Linked DNA regions of Sus scrofa: all the other regions are linked to region 3. Evidence: chromatin contacts called from public Hi-C and promoter capture Hi-C data. All regions are on one chromosome and are shown on one strand. The core of a region is the stretch at or near the end of the contact, and the rest is flanking DNA. Distances in the headings are between cores, read along the strand shown.

Evidence for each region. Promoter capture Hi-C pulls out the DNA fragments that hold promoters and counts their contacts. Hi-C and Micro-C count contacts between places; a contact is called where the count stands out from the background.
Region 1: a Hi-C map of liver shows a contact between it and region 3, with 6 times the contacts expected there. The contact joins the promoter of GNAI2 here to the promoter of GMPPB in region 3. A contact is called at or near these places in 1 of 5 promoter capture datasets (liver), 4 of 47 Hi-C or Micro-C datasets (embryonic fibroblasts, fetal skeletal muscle, liver and 1 more) and 2 of 2 datasets of contacts at active chromatin or transcription factors (alveolar macrophages and skeletal muscle).
Region 2: a promoter capture Hi-C map of liver shows a contact between it and region 3, with 4 times the contacts expected there. The contact joins the promoter of RBM5 here to the promoter of GMPPB in region 3. A contact is called at or near these places in 1 of 5 promoter capture datasets (liver) and 2 of 47 Hi-C or Micro-C datasets (embryonic fibroblasts and heart right ventricle).
Region 4: a contact with region 3 is called in a promoter capture Hi-C map of fetal liver, with 3 times the contacts expected there. The contact joins the promoter of CCDC71 here to the promoter of GMPPB in region 3. A contact is called at or near these places in 1 of 5 promoter capture datasets (fetal liver) and 1 of 47 Hi-C or Micro-C datasets (liver).
Region 5: a contact with region 3 is called in a Hi-C map of liver, with 2.9 times the contacts expected there. The contact joins the promoter of SLC38A3 here to the promoter of GMPPB in region 3. A contact is called at or near these places in 2 of 5 promoter capture datasets (fetal liver and liver) and 1 of 47 Hi-C or Micro-C datasets (liver).
Region 6: a Hi-C map of liver shows a contact between it and region 3, with 2.9 times the contacts expected there. The contact joins the promoter of C13H3orf62 here to the promoter of GMPPB in region 3. A contact is called at or near these places in 1 of 5 promoter capture datasets (fetal liver) and 1 of 47 Hi-C or Micro-C datasets (liver).

Annotation. Positions count from the first base shown.
Region 1 is chr13:32,711,568-32,714,267 of Sscrofa11.1, forward strand. It overlaps GNAI2 (G protein subunit alpha i2), which reads left to right and starts at 1,306. Exons shown (of 8, transcript NM_001123116.1): 1 at 1,306-1,423. The coding sequence starts at 1,306.
Region 2 is chr13:32,578,479-32,581,178 of Sscrofa11.1, forward strand. RBM5 (RNA-binding protein 5) reads left to right here and starts at 1,302. Exons shown (of 25, transcript XM_005669588.3): 1 at 1,302-1,616.
Region 3 is chr13:32,251,773-32,254,472 of Sscrofa11.1, forward strand. GMPPB (GDP-mannose pyrophosphorylase B) reads right to left here and starts at 1,383. Exons shown (of 10, transcript NM_001244541.1): 1 at 1,258-1,383; 2 at 1,025-1,161; 3 at 819-899; 4 at 680-728; 5 at 399-541; 6 at 36-194. The coding sequence starts at 1,153. IP6K1 (inositol hexakisphosphate kinase 1) reads right to left here. Exons shown (of 5, transcript XM_021068778.1): 5 at 1,743-2,700.
Region 4 is chr13:31,769,951-31,772,650 of Sscrofa11.1, forward strand. CCDC71 (coiled-coil domain-containing protein 71) reads right to left here and starts at 1,310. Exons shown (of 2, transcript XM_005669536.3): 1 at 1,217-1,310.
Region 5 is chr13:32,681,765-32,684,464 of Sscrofa11.1, forward strand. SLC38A3 (sodium-coupled neutral amino acid transporter 3) reads left to right here and starts at 1,367. Exons shown (of 16, transcript XM_005669590.3): 1 at 1,367-1,627. The coding sequence starts at 1,541.
Region 6 is chr13:31,847,514-31,850,213 of Sscrofa11.1, forward strand. C13H3orf62 reads right to left here and starts at 1,312. Exons shown (of 4, transcript XM_013981667.2): 1 at 1,240-1,312; 2 at 522-968. The coding sequence starts at 931. USP4 (ubiquitin specific peptidase 4) reads right to left here. Exons shown (of 22, transcript NM_001243188.1): 22 at 1,742-2,497. The coding sequence ends at 2,339.

The sequences.
Region 1 (2,700 bases), core at 56-2,555, 460 kb after region 3:
GTGTGCCAACATGGTGAGGAGGAAGTCTATGCTGAAAAAGACTGTGGGTGGCCAAGCATTGATGACCAAATATTGGTGGCCAGTTCCCTTCCTGGCTTTGTGAACCTTCCTTGTCTTTGAACTGGGGCCTCGTTGCATCAGGTGACATCTCTCCCTATCTTTTTCCCTCTCTCTCTCCTCTTTGGGTCATGCTTGCTGGGTCCCAGGTTGGAGTCCCAGGATGGCTACCTGCAGGAGAATACCTCCCAGAAAATCAGAAAAGGATGGATGTCTTGGATGATTAGAGAAGTTATCCCAGTTGAATGAGATAGTCTGGGCAAAGGTGGCATTAGACCTTTTTCTCTTTCTTCTTTTTCTTTTTCTGTCTTTTTAGGGCCGCACCTGGTGCATATACAGGTTCCCAGGCTAGGGGTTAAATTGGAGCTGCAGCTGCCCGCCTACGCCACAGCCACAGCAATGCCGGATCCGAGCCGCATCTGCAACCAACACCACAGCTCACAGCAACGCAGGATCCTTAACACACTGAGCGAGGCTAGGGATCGAACCTGCGTCCTCGTGGGTACAAATCAGATTCCTTTCCGCTGAGCCACGACAGGAACTCCTCTCTGTCTCTATCTCTCTTTTTTTAACTGCAGCTTTGAGAGAGAAGGGGCCAAACCCACTTTAAGACGAAGAAAAGCGGCAGTCCAGAGAGCCTCCGGGGCGCTGTAGATCCCAAAACAAGTTTATTGGGTTCATTAACTTTAACAAATGACGAAGACACGCCTCCTCTACTCATCTCGCTCGACTCTCAGAAGCTTGGAGGGCTGGTTCCTGCTTGGCCCGCGAGGTGCACCGGATCCTCATCCTCGGGCTACGAGATCCGCCCGCCCCCGCCGTCGGGCAGCGGAGCTCCAGGCGCTCCGCACCCAATCGGAGCCCGGCCCCGCCTGCGATCAAAGCTTCTGTGCTAGGCTCTACCCCTACAGCTATCCCTTGGCGTGGCTCCGCCTTCAGCCCGCACCGAGTTTGGGCTGCGCCTAACTTCTCCCTCGAGCCAATCACTGACCCCGGGTCTCCTGTGGCCCCGCCTCCGGGCCCGCCCCGGCCCAGTCCTCGGCCAGACTAGCTCGGGCCCCACCCCCGGCCCGCCCTGCCGTCGGTGCGCGGCGGCCTGGAAGGCACCGCCTGCAGACGCTCGGAACTGCGGACCCGAGAGCTACCCGTAGAGGGCCGGCGGCGGCGGGAGCCGAGTGGGTCGGGCGGGGCCGAGCCGGGCCGGGGCCGTGTGGTGGCCGGGCAGCGGCCGGGCCGGCGGACGGCGGGATGGGCTGCACCGTGAGCGCTGAGGACAAGGCGGCGGCCGAGCGCTCCAAAATGATCGACAAGAACCTGCGGGAAGACGGCGAGAAGGCGGCGCGGGAGGTGAAGTTGCTGCTCTTGGGTGAGGCCGCGTCCTGCGCTGGGACCCCTGATTCCCTACCCAAATTCCCTACTTTGACCTGCGGACTAGTGTTTCGAACTCCCACACTCGGCCTGGACTTAACCCCGTAGACCCGCCTGGCAAGGACATACAAATAAATAATGGATCAAAACTCAGGGTTGGCCTAGACCTCTCAGATCCAGAGCCCAGACTCTAGATCAGACTCAACTCATCCCAAACCCCGGGCCCCCAAACCCAGACACTGGTGCCTCAACATCCGCTGCCCAGAATTCTGTCTGACCATCCACCCTTACTGACCAGCCTCATAGACCTTCGGAGCCTCTGCCTTGTCTTTACATCCTTACCTAGACTTTACCCAAACCCCCAGAATCCCATTCAGACCCCATCCTCAGGCACCACCTGTTCCCTCACTAGCTCCCCCTCTTCCTATTGGGCATGAGTATCTCCAGGGGCCCCTCCCAGGCCCCCACTCACTCCCTCCTTTACCCTCTGTGCCTCATCTTCATTCTAGACCCTATATCCTCCACCTGTGCACCTTGACCCCAAGAGACCTCTCAAGTGGGATTTTGGTTTGAACTTATCAAATGAGATGATTACTTAATAAGCTCTCCCTCCAGCCTTTAGAGACCCCCCCCTGCTCCCTGCTCTGCCTCTGCCTCACCGACTCCCTCTCTGCATGCATCTCACCTCAGATCCTCTGCTCCCCAGCTCTTAAGTCCTCTCTCACACTCTGGTCTTTTCTAGATTCCCCCACTCTTCCTGCACCAGGTAGGCTGAGCTGGGAAGACAGGCCCCAGACACCTAGGGGGCTGGACTGAGGCTCCACTTGGTCACATCCGGGAGGGGACCAGGCCTCAAGCTTCCCAGAGAGTTCTGCGGGCTGTCTATCTGCTTCCTAGTTTCTAAGCCCTGTCTGGGCCGGTGGGTGGGGGGAGGGGGTGTCTGGGAGTAGGAAGGAGTGTGGAGGAGTTCGGGTTGCGTGGCCTCCAAGGCCAGGGAAGATGGTGGCTGCTTGAGGGGTGGGGGGAAGTGGAAGTGGTGAGACAGCCGACATATTGCTGCCCCCGGCGGGCAGGCCAAGGAGATCTGCTGACGGGTGTGGGCCTCCCACACCCCTTCTGGGCCCAGCGGCCTGGGACATGGCCTCTGGGAGTAGGTGGGCTTGTCGGATCTTGCCCTGCGAGGGAGGGAGTGGTGGACCAGCTGGTTGAATAGTTGGGGGCCCTCTAGGGTGGGCATCTGAAGTGGACTTGTGCAAAGACTGTGGGTCTGGTAGT
Region 2 (2,700 bases), core at 52-2,551, 330 kb after region 3:
CCTGAGTAACTGGAAGCAGGGAATTGCCACTCACAGTCCAGGGAAGGCTGTGAAGGAGACAAGGTTGGTTTTGGCTGTTAACTTCGAGATGCTCTTAGAAAGAAGACCAAGCAGGAGTTCCCGGTGTGGTGCAGTGGTTAATGAATCCAACTAGGAACCATGAGGTTGCAGGTTCCATCCCTGGCCTTGCTCAGTGGGTTAAGAATCTAGTGTTGCAGTGAGCTGTGGTGTAGGTTGCAGATGCGGCTCAGATCCCACGTTGCTGTAGGCGGGTGGCCATAGCTCCTATTAGACCCCTAGCCTGGGAACTGCCATATGCTGCAGGAGCAGCCCTAGAAAAGGAAAAAGACAAAAAAAAAAAGAAAAAGAAAAAGAAAGAAAGAAAAAAGGAAGGCCAAGTAATAACTCTTAAAATAACCCTGGTATATAACTTCCCTGAGCCCTTGCCTTAGACTAATATTAATGGAATGATATTCTGGACTGCCTTCAAGAATAGTCTTCAGGAGTTCCCGTTGTGGTGCAGCGGAAAGGAATCTGATTAGGAACCATGAGATTTCCGGTCCCATCCCTGGCCTAGCTCAGTGGATTAAGGATCCCGAGTTGCCCTGAGCTGAGGCCTAAGTCGCAGAAGCAGCTCAGATCTGGTGTTGCTATTGTAGGCCGGTGGGTACAGCTCTGATTAGACCCCTAGCCTGGGAACCTCCATATGCTGCGGGTGTGGCCCTTTAAAAGACCAAAAAAAAAAAAAAAAAAAAAAAAAAAAAAAAAGTCGTCTTGAATTTCCCGCGGGACTCAGTGGTAATGAACCCAATAGCATCCATGAGGATGCAGGTTCAATCCCTGGCGTTGCTCAGTGGGTTAAGGTCAGCAGGTTAAGCATATGTTGTCGCCTTGAACTGTGATGTAGGTCGCAGACGGGGGCTCGGATCCCACATTGCTGTGGCTGTGGGGTAGACCAGCAGCTGTAGCTCCGACTGGACCCCTAGCCTGGAAATTTCTCTATGATGCAGGGTGGGGTCCTAAAAAAGAAAAAAAAATCTTAATTTCCATAAACCTCAATTTCCTCACTTGTAAATGGGTTTAATACTCACTTCCTAGGTCATTAAAATAAAAATATATTATTTGTAAAGGTTGTGGCCCAATAATCTAATCTACTTTTCAATGATGCAATAGGCAATCAACCTATGTTCCTTCTCTTAAAGCCAGATTAATCGTGATGGTTTACATCCTATCAGTGAAAGCAAACTGTACTCTCTAAGACCTTTGTAGCCAAGGCAAATAATTACTTTGCCTAATAAAGGTGAGAGTTCTGCAAAAGACAGATTGAGGACTTGGCGGTGGTTTTGAAGAAAGAGAAATACGCAGGAAATTGACACTGGGCGTAGTTAAGTGACAGGCTGCCCTAGCGACCACACTTCCCAGCAGCCCTCGCTCAGCCAAAAACCTTCTGGATTGGACTTCTCCTTAGGAGGCGGGGGAGGAGGGGAAGGGATAGGCGCGAGGTACTGTGGGTAGGAGACGGCCTTCGACGGAGGCGCCATTTTGTGAAGCGGTGGACCCTGCTGCAAATCTGGAGCATAAAACCGCTACTGCTGCTACTTCTGTCTTTCTTGGGGGTAAGTGCGGCATCCACCCGTAATGACTGGAAGTTTCTGCTCTTGGGGTAGACTCTGTAGAGCCTTCCTGTCAGCCGCGGGCGGCGGCCCATCAGCCCCAGCCAGATCTCCCGAAGGGCTACCAGAGGCTTTGGAGGGCCGCGCCCCTCCTCGCCACCAGCGTTGTCAACTTTCAGAGGGCGTTCTGCCGCCCAGTTCGAGGCCCGCTTCTTTCGGGCTTTGAGTGTACCCCTACCGGGACGTGTTTCTGACTCCCCAGCTGAACTGAATCGTCGTCTGTTTCGGGTACTTCTCAGGGGCGCCCTGGTAGTCTCCAGCCGCCATCGCCCCGCAGCTTCGGTGAAAGCTGTTAGGTGAAGGCTGATCTTCGGGCTGGGAATCTCTTGGGGGAAGGCGCGTGTGCAGGCAGGAAGAGAAAGCAGGACGCCTGAGTCGGTCTCGCAGGCCGTGGCGCCGCCATCTCAGCCGCGACACCCCACGGAGGTGGGTCCGGGCACTGCCCAGGCGATCAGGGGCTGCATCAGAGATTATACCCAATGCCTTGTTTCTCCCAGATGGTTCTTTTCCATTTATTAATTCAGCAGATGTTCTTTGAACAGGCGCCAGGGACGGCTGTAACTAGTTTCTCGGACCTTACACACATCGAACGCCGTCTAGCTGTGTGATGTTGTATCACTCCCTGTGCGCCGCGGGGCCAGGCTGGCAGCCTCTGGGGTGGTTATTGTTACCTAGGAATTAAGTCATGTCGAGGTTTGCTCTTGTCTGATTGAAACAGCTTTGGACCAGCCGTTGCGTTATAAATGGAGTAGATTTCAGTCAGCTCAGCATCGGGTTTCTGAAAGATTTTAAGTTTTTTATCAGTAATTTTTAAACTTCATTTTGCTCCTTTTATTAATAAAGATACTTTGATTAATGTTTTAACTACCCGGTTGGAGTTGCCTTGATCCAGAACACAGAGAGCTGATTGCAGCTGTGCCCTTTTTGCATTGTAATCCTAGAGTAGGAGCAGGAAATGAATCTTCTGCTTGCATCATTTTATGGGTTTGTTATGAATATGGAATGTGATATTTTAAAGTATATTTAA
Region 3 (2,700 bases), core at 133-2,632:
TACCCCGGCCCACCCAGCAGCAGGCTTCTACACACCTGGATGCGCTGCAGCACTGCAGGGCTCAGGATGTACATGCCTGCATTGATCTTGTTGGACACAAACACCTGTGGCTTCTCCACGAACCGGTGAATACGGCCTGTATCAGCCTCACACACCACCACACCATACTTAGAGGGCTCCTCCACTTTGGTCACCTGAGTGCAGGGGGACCTCAGACCTAGTCCAGGGCTCCTGAGTCTTGAGGTACATGGTGTCTTATATCTGGGATTGTGCCCCCAGATGCATAAAGGCACATACTGCATGGTTCTGCACCCAAAACATTGGGGCAATTCAAAGCTGGGAGGTGAGAGAGGCTGGGGTGGGGTGGGTTATCGGAGAAGAAAGACCTGTTTCCTTACCAGAATGGAGCCCTCTTGGCCATGGTGGCGGTGGAACTGCACCATGGCTTGGAAGGGAAAATCGCAGATCACATCACTGTTCAGAACAAAAAAAGGCTCCGCAGTCTCAGAGAGCAGGTCACGGGCCAGTGCCAGGGGTCCAGCTGGGGAAGAGCAAGAGGTCACCATCATCTTCCAGGTCTGAGCCTCTGGACCCAGGCTCAGCAAGCCCCATGCAGACAGAGTCTTGCCCCTCTCCTGGCCCTAAACCCTCCCCAAGGAACCTTCTTGTCTCTACTGACCTGTTCCCAAAGGCTCCTCTTCATGGGACATGGAGATTCGGATTCCTAGCTGGAAGGAAGAAGGCCCCGTTAGGTTTCTCCTACTAGGGTGGGAAGCTGAGCGGGGACCAAGGGAAAAAGCCAAGAATCCGTGCCTCACCCTTTGCTCCTGTGCTTTCATTTCCTTCTCCAACATCTGAGACATATAGCTCACGGCCAGAATCACGTGATCCACGCCTGCCTGTGGGAATGAACAGTGCCGGCCTTCAGGCGGGCTCAGCCGAAGGCACAGGGATCCCTGCCCTCCTGTCGCTGGCCGTCCCTCACCCTGCCAAATCCCACCAAGACCCCGTCCCTGGGCCTTACCGAGGCCAGCGCCTCCACTTGATGCAGCAAAATGGGCTTATTGCAGAAATCCACCAGCGGCTTCGGTATGCTTAGCGTCAGCGGCCGCAGGCGCGTCCCGTAGCCACCCACCAGGATCAGTGCCTTCATTGCGCCTGCTGGAGGCCAGAGTGAGTCCCGGGCTCCGAGGTGTCCGCGGCCCGCCCAGCCGACCCCTATGACACCCTCCCGCTCCCTTCACGCTCCAGACTGACCAACTCTTGTTCTGCCTTGTCCGCCCAGTCCGCGTCGACGCTAAGTCCAAGTCAGCGGCAAGCTAGTACGCGACGCCGAAGCGAGAGCAGCGAGCTGCCAACTCTGGCTGGCGTCCGCCAGTGTATGACGGGAGCCCGGGCGGGCCAATCAGCTGCGGCATACGTGGCACGGCCATCGGCGTCGGGTCGCCGCGACGCGGTATTCCGGCAGACTCAGCCAATGAGAGCGGAGCGCGCCTGGCTGCCATGGCGACCGGGACCGGATCCGCGGGTCGGCTTGCCATTGGCGGATCCAAAGGCGGAGCTCGCGCCGCAGGCGAGGCTTCCGTCCTCTCGGGCCCAGGTCAGCCGCACCCCAGCCGCTTCCGGCCCCGCCCTGCCGGAGGAACTGGGGCGGGGCCGAGGGCGCGAGGAGGCCGGGCTGGGCTAGGCCAGTCCACCCCGAGTTTCTGGGTTTGTTTTTTTTTCAAAGACACGGACACGCCTCAGTTTCTAGCGGCTTTATTTTGACATACACGACCTCAGACACAAGCGGGGCGGGCAGCGCTAGGTGTACGGAAAGGGGCAGGTTCGGCCCAAGGCTCGAGCACCCCCTCTCCCGCGCTCAAGGTCCCAAGAAAAAGCAACCGCGCCCGGACACGGCCGGAGCCAAGTGTAGTATCCGGGTGCAGGGCTCGGGCAGCGTGGACAGGCTTAGGCAGCTTCCAGCAAAGTGGAGCAGAGAGTGGTCCTCGAGGCCAGGCCTTACAGTTCCCGGAGAAGCAAAGGAACCAGGACCTTCCCAGGATTCTCCCAAATTTTTTCCACTAAAACATTAAATCTGCACAAAGACCAAATTGAACAGCTCTAAAGTTCAAAGCATTCTGCATCTAGGAGTGTGCACATGGCCAGCCGTGAGCAAGTGAGCAGCAGCTACATAACTAGCTCAGGCCTTTGGCCCCTTAGGAGAAACCCCACGCCCACTGCACAGGACCGGACATGAGAGGGGTGGGGTCCCCAGCATGTTGCTACACTGGTCCCCTTTCTTTTAAGCACCGCCCATCCCACCCCGCTAGGGGGCTGGTGTCGACTTGGCCCAGGGAAGCACTACACAGAGGGGTCGCTTGAGCGCCCCAACCAGTGATCCCGTCTTGCACTTTGGTCCCAAGTTGGGGCTGGGGAAACAGGGCCTGGCAGGGACAGGGCTCTCTGGCATGGAGCAGGGCAAAATAGTGGCAAACAGCATGTGCAGATGCGCATGCCCACCACTCAACAGATAACAAGGCTGGGTCTCCCAAGTGTTTAAAAGTGCTGAAAGAAGGAGGGACCCTGCCCTGCGGGAGAAGCAGCAGATCCCAGCCCTGCTCTTCTCAATGCCAGGAAAACGCTGACTATAAGTGGGTACAGCCTCTCGTGATGAAGAGCAGAATGGGGGCAGCATCTGCTCCCAAAATATAGGAACTC
Region 4 (2,700 bases), core at 60-2,559, 480 kb before region 3:
CCCTGTCTATCAGAAGTTCTGCTTTCCAAGTTCCCAGACAGGGTCCAATTCCTGGCACTAGAGCCATGGAGACTAATCTTAAGGAAAGAGCCAGGCTCTCTTTCAATAAAAACTAAAAAGATGATGAGTAGCAGGTACTAATAACACAGCTCTAGAAAGTTAGGCAGCCAGGAGCCAAGCAGCCAGACCAAGAGTCCAAAATCTGACAATGGGAGCCAATGACTCCAAGTAAAATGGTTAAGATAGTAGACACTAGAGATTTGAGGTATCCTAACTAGGGCTTGGGCTGCAGACCTAGTTCAGCTCATTTGGAGCTGTCTGAGAAGACCCAAGTTGTCCAGGCTTCTCTGAAGCTGTGAGCTCTCAATCATGACTAGCCCAACCCAGCACCACACAGTTCCACCAGAGCATTAAAAGATCAACTGAGATGAGGCAAGTCCCTAGGGCCAGGAGGTGCGTCTGTGCAGTGTCTTCCTCCGCCCTAGTGGAGCAGAGGAATTATTCCGAATTCCCTGGAGGAAGTGCCCTGGGGCTCTTTGTTTGGAAACATTCTTTGATCCTCAGGTGTCTAGGCACCTCCCCTCTCTAGAGGCCATTCTCCAAGTACAATCCTCGCATGTGACTTTAGTTCTTTTATTTTATTTTTTTCCAGGGATTGTAGTTTCCAAAGCTGAGAACTGTACAGTAAGGAGGGGCCCACTACCTCCAAGAACACATATTGGGGGTGAACTGGGGGGCTCTTCCGCCCAGGTCGGTCTGGGCCCTTGGGAGCGGTCCTCTGGGAGTTCCAAGACACTGCAGCCTGACCCCTGACCTCCCTTCACACCTGCCCCCGAGACCGGCAGGGGAAGCTGGTGAACGACGTGGGACGGGATAGGCCCCATCCAAGTGGAACCAGGGAGGGGGCAGACCAGGACCCTCAGGCTGGGAGTCCGCGTCCCTGGGGTCCGAGCCGAGGGTAGGAGCGGGGGTCTTGGAGGCAGCGAAATGTACGGGGCGGGCGGTGGGAGCCCGACCGGGTCGCACAGCCCCAGGGTGGGGTCGTTGGGCACGGGGTGGGGGTTGGGGATCTCGGCCGGGCCGGCAGAGGGCGCAGGTCCCGAAGGAGCCAGCCGCCCGGCCCATCCGCCCTGCCGCCTCGCGGACGGCCCCTCCGCGGCGTGGCTAGGCCCACGGCCCCAACCTACCGGCGCCGCCGCAAGGACCCAAGACGCACCTCTGCGCCGCCTCCGCTGCTCCAACATGGCCGCCCGCTGCGCACCGGAAGTACGCCGCGCTTCCGCTTCCGGGACCTGGCCCGCCCCAGTGACCCTTGACCCCTCGAGACCCCGTTTCCCCCAAAGTCTGGGGGCGGAACAAGTAAGAACCGAGGAAGACTTCCTGGAGGAGGTGGCAACGAAAACTACCCTAAACTCTTGGGGGCCTGTGCAGGAGTTTGAGGGGCAGAGGTGCTTTCTGACGCTGCCCGAGGCAGGACTGCACCAGAGCCCAGACTAGCTTGGATTAGGGGCCTAACACCCTCTCTGAGGGGCCTGATGGTTCAGTGACATCTTACCAGGGAGGGTATCCTGGTAAGGTCCAAGCCATCCTTCACCCTCTAGTATCCCCATGAGCTACTGACAAGGTCTGTCTCTGTCCCATTTGCCTGACCAGAGGGTGAAAGGAGTGCACTCTGCCTGGGAGTGTTGCACAGGAGCCCCTTTATTTTGTAGCAGGGGTACAGCTTCTGAGGGCAGTAGGCCTTCTCTTCCTGAGAATGGGGGCCACCACATGTGGTATGAAAGGCTGGTGTGCACACATGTTGCATATAAGCCCAAAGTTATAGGCGTGTCCAATCTGAGAGTCCTAATATAACAGTGTGGGCCCGAGTATGTTTGCTTAGGAACATGCAGACAGTTGTGGTGGGAGGATCCTGGTCCAGCTTCAGCTCCCTCAATGGCAGGAAGCCTTCCCTCAAGTCTTAACTGTGCCCAAATTTCTGTTCTTTGGTCTGAGAGACTGGGGCCTATCTTTCCATCTATAACCTGGGGGCCAGCAGATGGGTTCACCACCCAAACAGCACCAGATGAGAGGATATAGGGGAAAATTAACACTAGGAGTCTGAGGGGGGCCAGAATGGTCTCTAGTGCTCTAACCTAAGTCACCTCTTGGTTAGGGGCCCCCCATACCAGGATGAGAACCAGCCTGGAAGCCCTTGTTTCATGGATGAGATGGTGGGGAAATTAGCACCTTGTTCAGTTCCTGAGCTACGAAGCAAAAATGCTGTCACAACTTTTGGTCCTAACATGTAGAGTGGTACAAATTTGGTAGCTGGGGCCAGGTGGAAGCTGGAGGGTGGATGAATGCTTCATCTGGGGGCTAGTTAATAGCTCTCCTCCCTTCCCATAAAACCCCAGGATTCTCTGGCTGCTTACAGAGGGGTCTGGGCACCTCTAAAGAGAAACACACACCATACCCTAGACCTCACCTTGTGCCCCTGAGCTTCCCAGGGCCTCAGCACTGATGGTGGGGTCTTCAGTGCCTTCACGCACAGTCAAGATGTCCAGAAAGAAATGCAAATTCAGAGTTCCTGCTGTGGTGCTATGGGTTAAGATCCATTGTTGTCTCTGTGGTGGTGCAGTTTCGATCCCCGGCCCAGTGCAGTGAGTTAAGGATCTGGGATTGCTGCAGCTGTGGCATAGGTCACAGTTGTAACTCAGA
Region 5 (2,700 bases), core at 117-2,616, 430 kb after region 3:
CCCTACACACAGCCCTCCACCTATCAATGCTGATCCCACACTCACTCAAGCCTCCCTGTGGCCAACTGGTTTCTTCCACCCACAGTGCCCTCTCTTCCCCACCCTGGCATGTGCCTTTCCTCCCCTTGGCAGAGCCAATGCCACAGATTGCTTCTCCATCAGGTTTTTCCTGAGCTGCTTTTAGAGCTAACCTGGCAAGAGCTTTCCTGTCTAGAGGAAAAGACAGGCGCACCCAGAGACACTGAGGCTGTGGCCATGCAGTGGGGTGATGAAAGCAGCTGCAGTAAGTACAGGGAGAGCTGGTTCTTCCTGGGGGCTCAGGCAGGATTCTCAGAGGTGACCTTTCATTTGGGCTTTGAGGAACAAGTGAGAGTTCGCCAAGGAGGTGGGACAGGAACGTGTGCGGCCAACCAGGCAGTGGGGGATGAAGAGGCCAACTGGGAAGAGGAGCAGGTTGGGAGGATGTCAGGGAAGCCAGCTGGGTGCGAGACAGGTGCTTGCAGTGTGTCCAGGGAGCTGGTGGATAAAGATGCTAGGCTCTGGGGAGGACTGGGTTGGAGGTGAAGATGGAGCTCCACTGTAAAAGAGGGTCTGGGAGTTCCCATTGTGGCGCAGGAGAAACAAATCCAACTAGTAACCATGAGGTTGCAGGTTCAGTCCCTGGCCTCGATCAGTGGGTTAAGCTGTGGTGCAGGTCGTAGATGTGGCTCAGATCTGGCATTGCTGTGGCTGTGGCGTAGGCCTGCAGCTGTAGCTCTGATTAGACCCCTAGCCTGGGGAACCTCCATATGCTGCAAGCGTGGCCCTAAAAAGCAAAACAAAAGAGAGAGAGAGAGAGAGGGTCTGGGGTTTCTGTGTAGATGGTGTGCCAGGGGAGGTGCTGGCATGGTGAGAGGAGCCTACCTAGCTGGAGGTTGAGAAGATGTGACTAAAGAGGGAGGAACAGAGCAAAGGGCTGCCGGGACCCTGGAAGGAGGGTCTGGGAGATCCTGGGACCCTAAGTTCTGCCTTGTGTGTTTAGCAGTTTCTGGAGATGAGGGAGCAGAGGCAGGGGGCCCGGCTGAAGGCTGAGATAAAACTTCCTCCACCTTCCACTCCACGTGGCTGCCCCCAGTGCTGCAGCTATGTGGATGGATATTCCCTCTGGCCTCTGGCAGAAGGCGCCTGGTACCTCTCAGAGCCCCGTAACGGCTGCCAGATGTCCAGCCACCTCGGGCTGGGTTGGGAGATTCGGCAGGTGGCGGGAAAGGCCTCCGAGCTGTGTTTGCCCTGGCTGGGGCCCAGGCCTAGCATCAACAAACAGGCAGCCCCTCCCCCAGCCTGGCCACAACTGGCCCGCCCAGGGACCCCACATCACGCTGCCTTGGTGCCTCCCACAGCAGCCCAGCCCAGCCAGTCCCTGCTTCTTCCAGTTTGGATTGAGGACCCCAACACCCACATGATGAGTGACCTTGAAGCCAGGCCTGGCTCCTCAGGAACTGCCAGTGGGAACACCCAACCCTTGGCAAATGGCTTCTGTTAGCATCCAGGGTATCTGGAGATGGGAGGTGGGGGCAGATTGAAATGCTGCTCAGCGCCTCTCCTATGTGACTCTGTCCCACCGGCAGTCCTCAAGGCCCTTTGGAAGGTAAGAGTCTTGGGGTCTCTTATAACCAAGGTAAGCTGTGATCTGGGGATTACACCAGCTCCAGATCAAGAGGGAGAGCCAGTCCCTTCCTGTTTCTCAGCCATCAACAGGGAAGGAGCTTGGGTAGTTTAGGTTTTCAAGGATGCCACCATCCTAATGCCTTTCTCTTTAGTCCTCCCAGGCCCCTGGCACTCTTAGCCAAAGCTGAGTCCCCTGCCCTTTGCTCACAGCTTCCCCTTCACCCACTCCCTGAAGCCAGGGGAAAGGACAGAGCCATTTCGTGTAACACAGAGAGAAACTGAGGTGTGCTAGGGCTTGGCTGTGGTGGTGCCATGAGTCAGGAGGAAGAGAATTCTGGAGTCCTGACTCCGAGGGCAGGGGAGGGTTGTGGTTCTTTCCCAACACCGGGGAGGGGGGCATACATGAGACAGAGACTAGCTTGGCTAGGAACAGCAGAGGCCATGGATTAATCGGATCAGAGCCAGTGGCTGAGAAGCAAGTGACACAGCTGTTCTACGAACACCCCCGCCCCAATTCACCCCCAAGGTCAAGGCCTCCCCCAGCATCCCTGAAGGGGGGGCCTTAACACCCACCACCCACCTCTGAGCACCAAGGCCTTAGGGGAGAAGCAGGCAAGGGTGGGATAGGAGCTTCCTGCCAAGAACCTGGCCACCCTAGAAACCCCTTCCCCAAGGCACCAAGTCCCAGGCCTCACTGCCCATGGGCAGACACAGCTGTCTCCTATTCCTTAGAAATAAGGAAAGGGGGCATGGCCAGGGGGATCCAGGCAAGGCTGAGCACCAGCCGAGCCCGGCTCCACCCCTGTCCTCACTGCCCCAACACTTGTCTACCCGCAATCTCTTCTGAATATTTGGGAGTAAAGATAGAATTGATATAGGGAATGTCTGTCCTCACCCTATCCCACCTCTGCTTGGGAAGGGCGAGGCAGGCAGAAAAGAAGTCCCTTGTCCTGAGTGATGTCTGAAAATCCCCCACGGAAGGCACCCTTCACTGAGGCCCTGCTCCCACTCCTCTTGGTGAAGAGCCTCTTCTGGCTTCAGGGAAGTGAGGGC
Region 6 (2,700 bases), core at 62-2,561, 400 kb before region 3:
CCCGTCATGGCTCAGTGGTTAACGAATCAGAGTAGAAACCACGCGGTTGCGGGTTCGATCCCTGGCCTTGCTCAGTGGGTTAAGGATCCGGCGTTGCCGTGAGCTGTGGTGTAGGTCGCAGACGTGGCTCAGATCTGGCATTGCTGTGGCTCTGGCGAAGGCCGGCAGCTACAGCTCCGATTAGACCCCTAGCCTGGGAAACTCCATGTGCCGCAGGGAGGGGCCCAAGAAATGGCAAAAAAAACCAAAAGTAAATAAAACCAGGTTCTTTAACATTCACTCCCCGTTTTGGTACTGCAGAGTGGTTTCCAAGATTTGCTAGACATCTAGGATCCCTCACCCTTTAAAAACAAACACACACACATTTCCTGAAGACTGCCTGCAAACTTCTCCTCAGAAGTCATAGAGCTTCCAAGGAGAGGCAAAAGCAGTGTTACGGCCTCAATTTAGAATCTTCAACAATTTTTTTCAGATACAAGATTCCCTTAGTTGAAGCTATTAAACTATCAGATCGGAATCACCTTAAACAGTCTTTTCTCCAGTTCTCCCCATCTCCTACTGCTCTCCAAAGCTGTCTTTCAGGTGCCAAAATGGAGGAATGCATCAGTATGTTTTCCTTGCTGGTCAGAGGTTTTCTTTGGGGACATAGAGCCTGCGGCTTTGCAGTCACAGGAGCAGGGTTTGGTGCAAAGACAGGGCTCTCATTCTCAGGGTCACAAGGGACAGGAGAGAAAGGAGCCACAGAGGAGCAGGCTGCCAGCGGTTTCCTCCTGCAGAGGAGCCGGTGCACGGGGAGGGGGAAGGGAAGTCGCACCGCGTCCAGCTCCAGCCTCAGCGGGCCTGAGCACTCCTGGGAATGACTGACCCCTTCAAAGGCCCGGTCAATGGCCGCAGTCAGCTCCTTTCTGCATCTTCTCAGTTTTTCAGACATCTCCCTTAAAAGCGACCCGTCTTTATTGTGTAATTCACTGGAAATGCACAGAGCAATGTGAGAATACTGTTACATATGAGGAGGTAAACCACCCCCGAATGTGGTGTTCGCCACAGTTTCTGATTTCCTTGAGTTTGACGCACGACACAGGCCAGAGAGCAGGGGAACACTCCCGGCGCTGCCCTCCCACCCTACCCGTAGGGGCGGGTGAGGCCCGCAGTTCTCGGGGAGTAACCTGCGATCGATCGGACTAGAGCCCTGGCCCTCGGCTCAGCCCGCAAAGCCTTCCCTCTCAGGCCCTGGCCCACCTCCACACCGCACCCCGGCCGGCCCTCAGGCGCAGACCCGCAGCCGCGTCCTCACCAAGCAGCGAGCGAGTGAGACTGCACCACCTCCCCTGCCAACGGTCGCCCGCGTGACCAGATCGATGACGGAAGGCCCAACCCCCACGGCTCAGGTGAAAGGTCAAACAAAGAAACAAAAAAAGACCCGGATGACCTTGTTCTTAGAACTCACGCAGACTGAAGGGGAAGGGCCCCAGTGACGAGTGAACAACGGGTTCCTCACCGCGATGAAATGGGTCATGGGAGCGTGGTGGGGCAGGGGTGGAGAGAACTGGCTGGTTCTAACCGAAGTCAACGCCGGGAAAAGTTTCTCTTCTCAACCCACCAAAGGTACTGTATGGGACACAGTACCCAGCAGTTTCACATACTGACTTCTAAGTGATATCTAATAAAAATGTCACAGGGTATCACACTGCCTCAATTCATCAAGGATGCTGGGAGACATGACACAAGTACAAGGTTCCATAGGCGATTAAGGGGCAGGAAACCCTAATACCAAATATCTTCATTTCATTAGGGAGAAGAAAGCTGGAAATTCCATGACTCAAAGGGATACAAAAATGCATCTCAGTGGCTAATTTTTAGAGAATGATAAACCCATCTCAGTGCACAGTAAGGGAGAAGGGGATGACATCAAGTTTACTCGAGGCTTAGTTTACTGCAGGCAGACTACTGGGGGGACCAGTAATCAGCACCAGAATTAGAAATCCAAGAACTCAGGGCAGCTCGTGGCAGGTCTTCATGGCTGCACCAAACTCAATTACAGTGTGTTCCTCTCTGTTCTTTGGAATCCATCAGATATACTCCATTGTGCTACACCCCCAACCCCCACTCTGCAGCTCCAAAGGCTTACAGAAATTTCTCGCCACCTATATAGAAAGAAAAATAATTCAGCCTCTTGGTATAACCCTTCTGAGCAAAAACGGTCTTTTTTTTCCTTCTGTTCATAAGAGAAGGAAATTTCCTCATCTGGTTTTTAGAGGAAACACTAGCAGTCTTCAGTGTCAAAGGTGTTCTCCTGGGGGATTACACTGGTGCTGTGGTGCAGGGTCATGAAGCAACATCAGTTGGTGTCCATGCTGCAAGTCTCATCATCCCCCATGCCTTGCTGTGAGCTTCCTGGTCTCGTTCCTCCATCAGACGATCCAGGAAAACTGAGTGAAGGTGCCTTATAAAACTCATCATCTCGACGCTGGTAAAATAGCACGTAAGCTGCTTTTGTCTAAAACACAAGAGGGGAAATGTCCATTCACTGGTTGGAAAAATCACCCATTTCCCCCCACCTTTTCTCTGTTCAAAACACACCTCTCTCAAGGATCTTTCCCTGTTCAGCCACACACTGAAGTGACCGAGTGCTCATGCCGACCCTGGTCACAGAGGGTCCTTTGACAGATAGGGGAGGAGAGTGGAGCATCTCATTTAGGA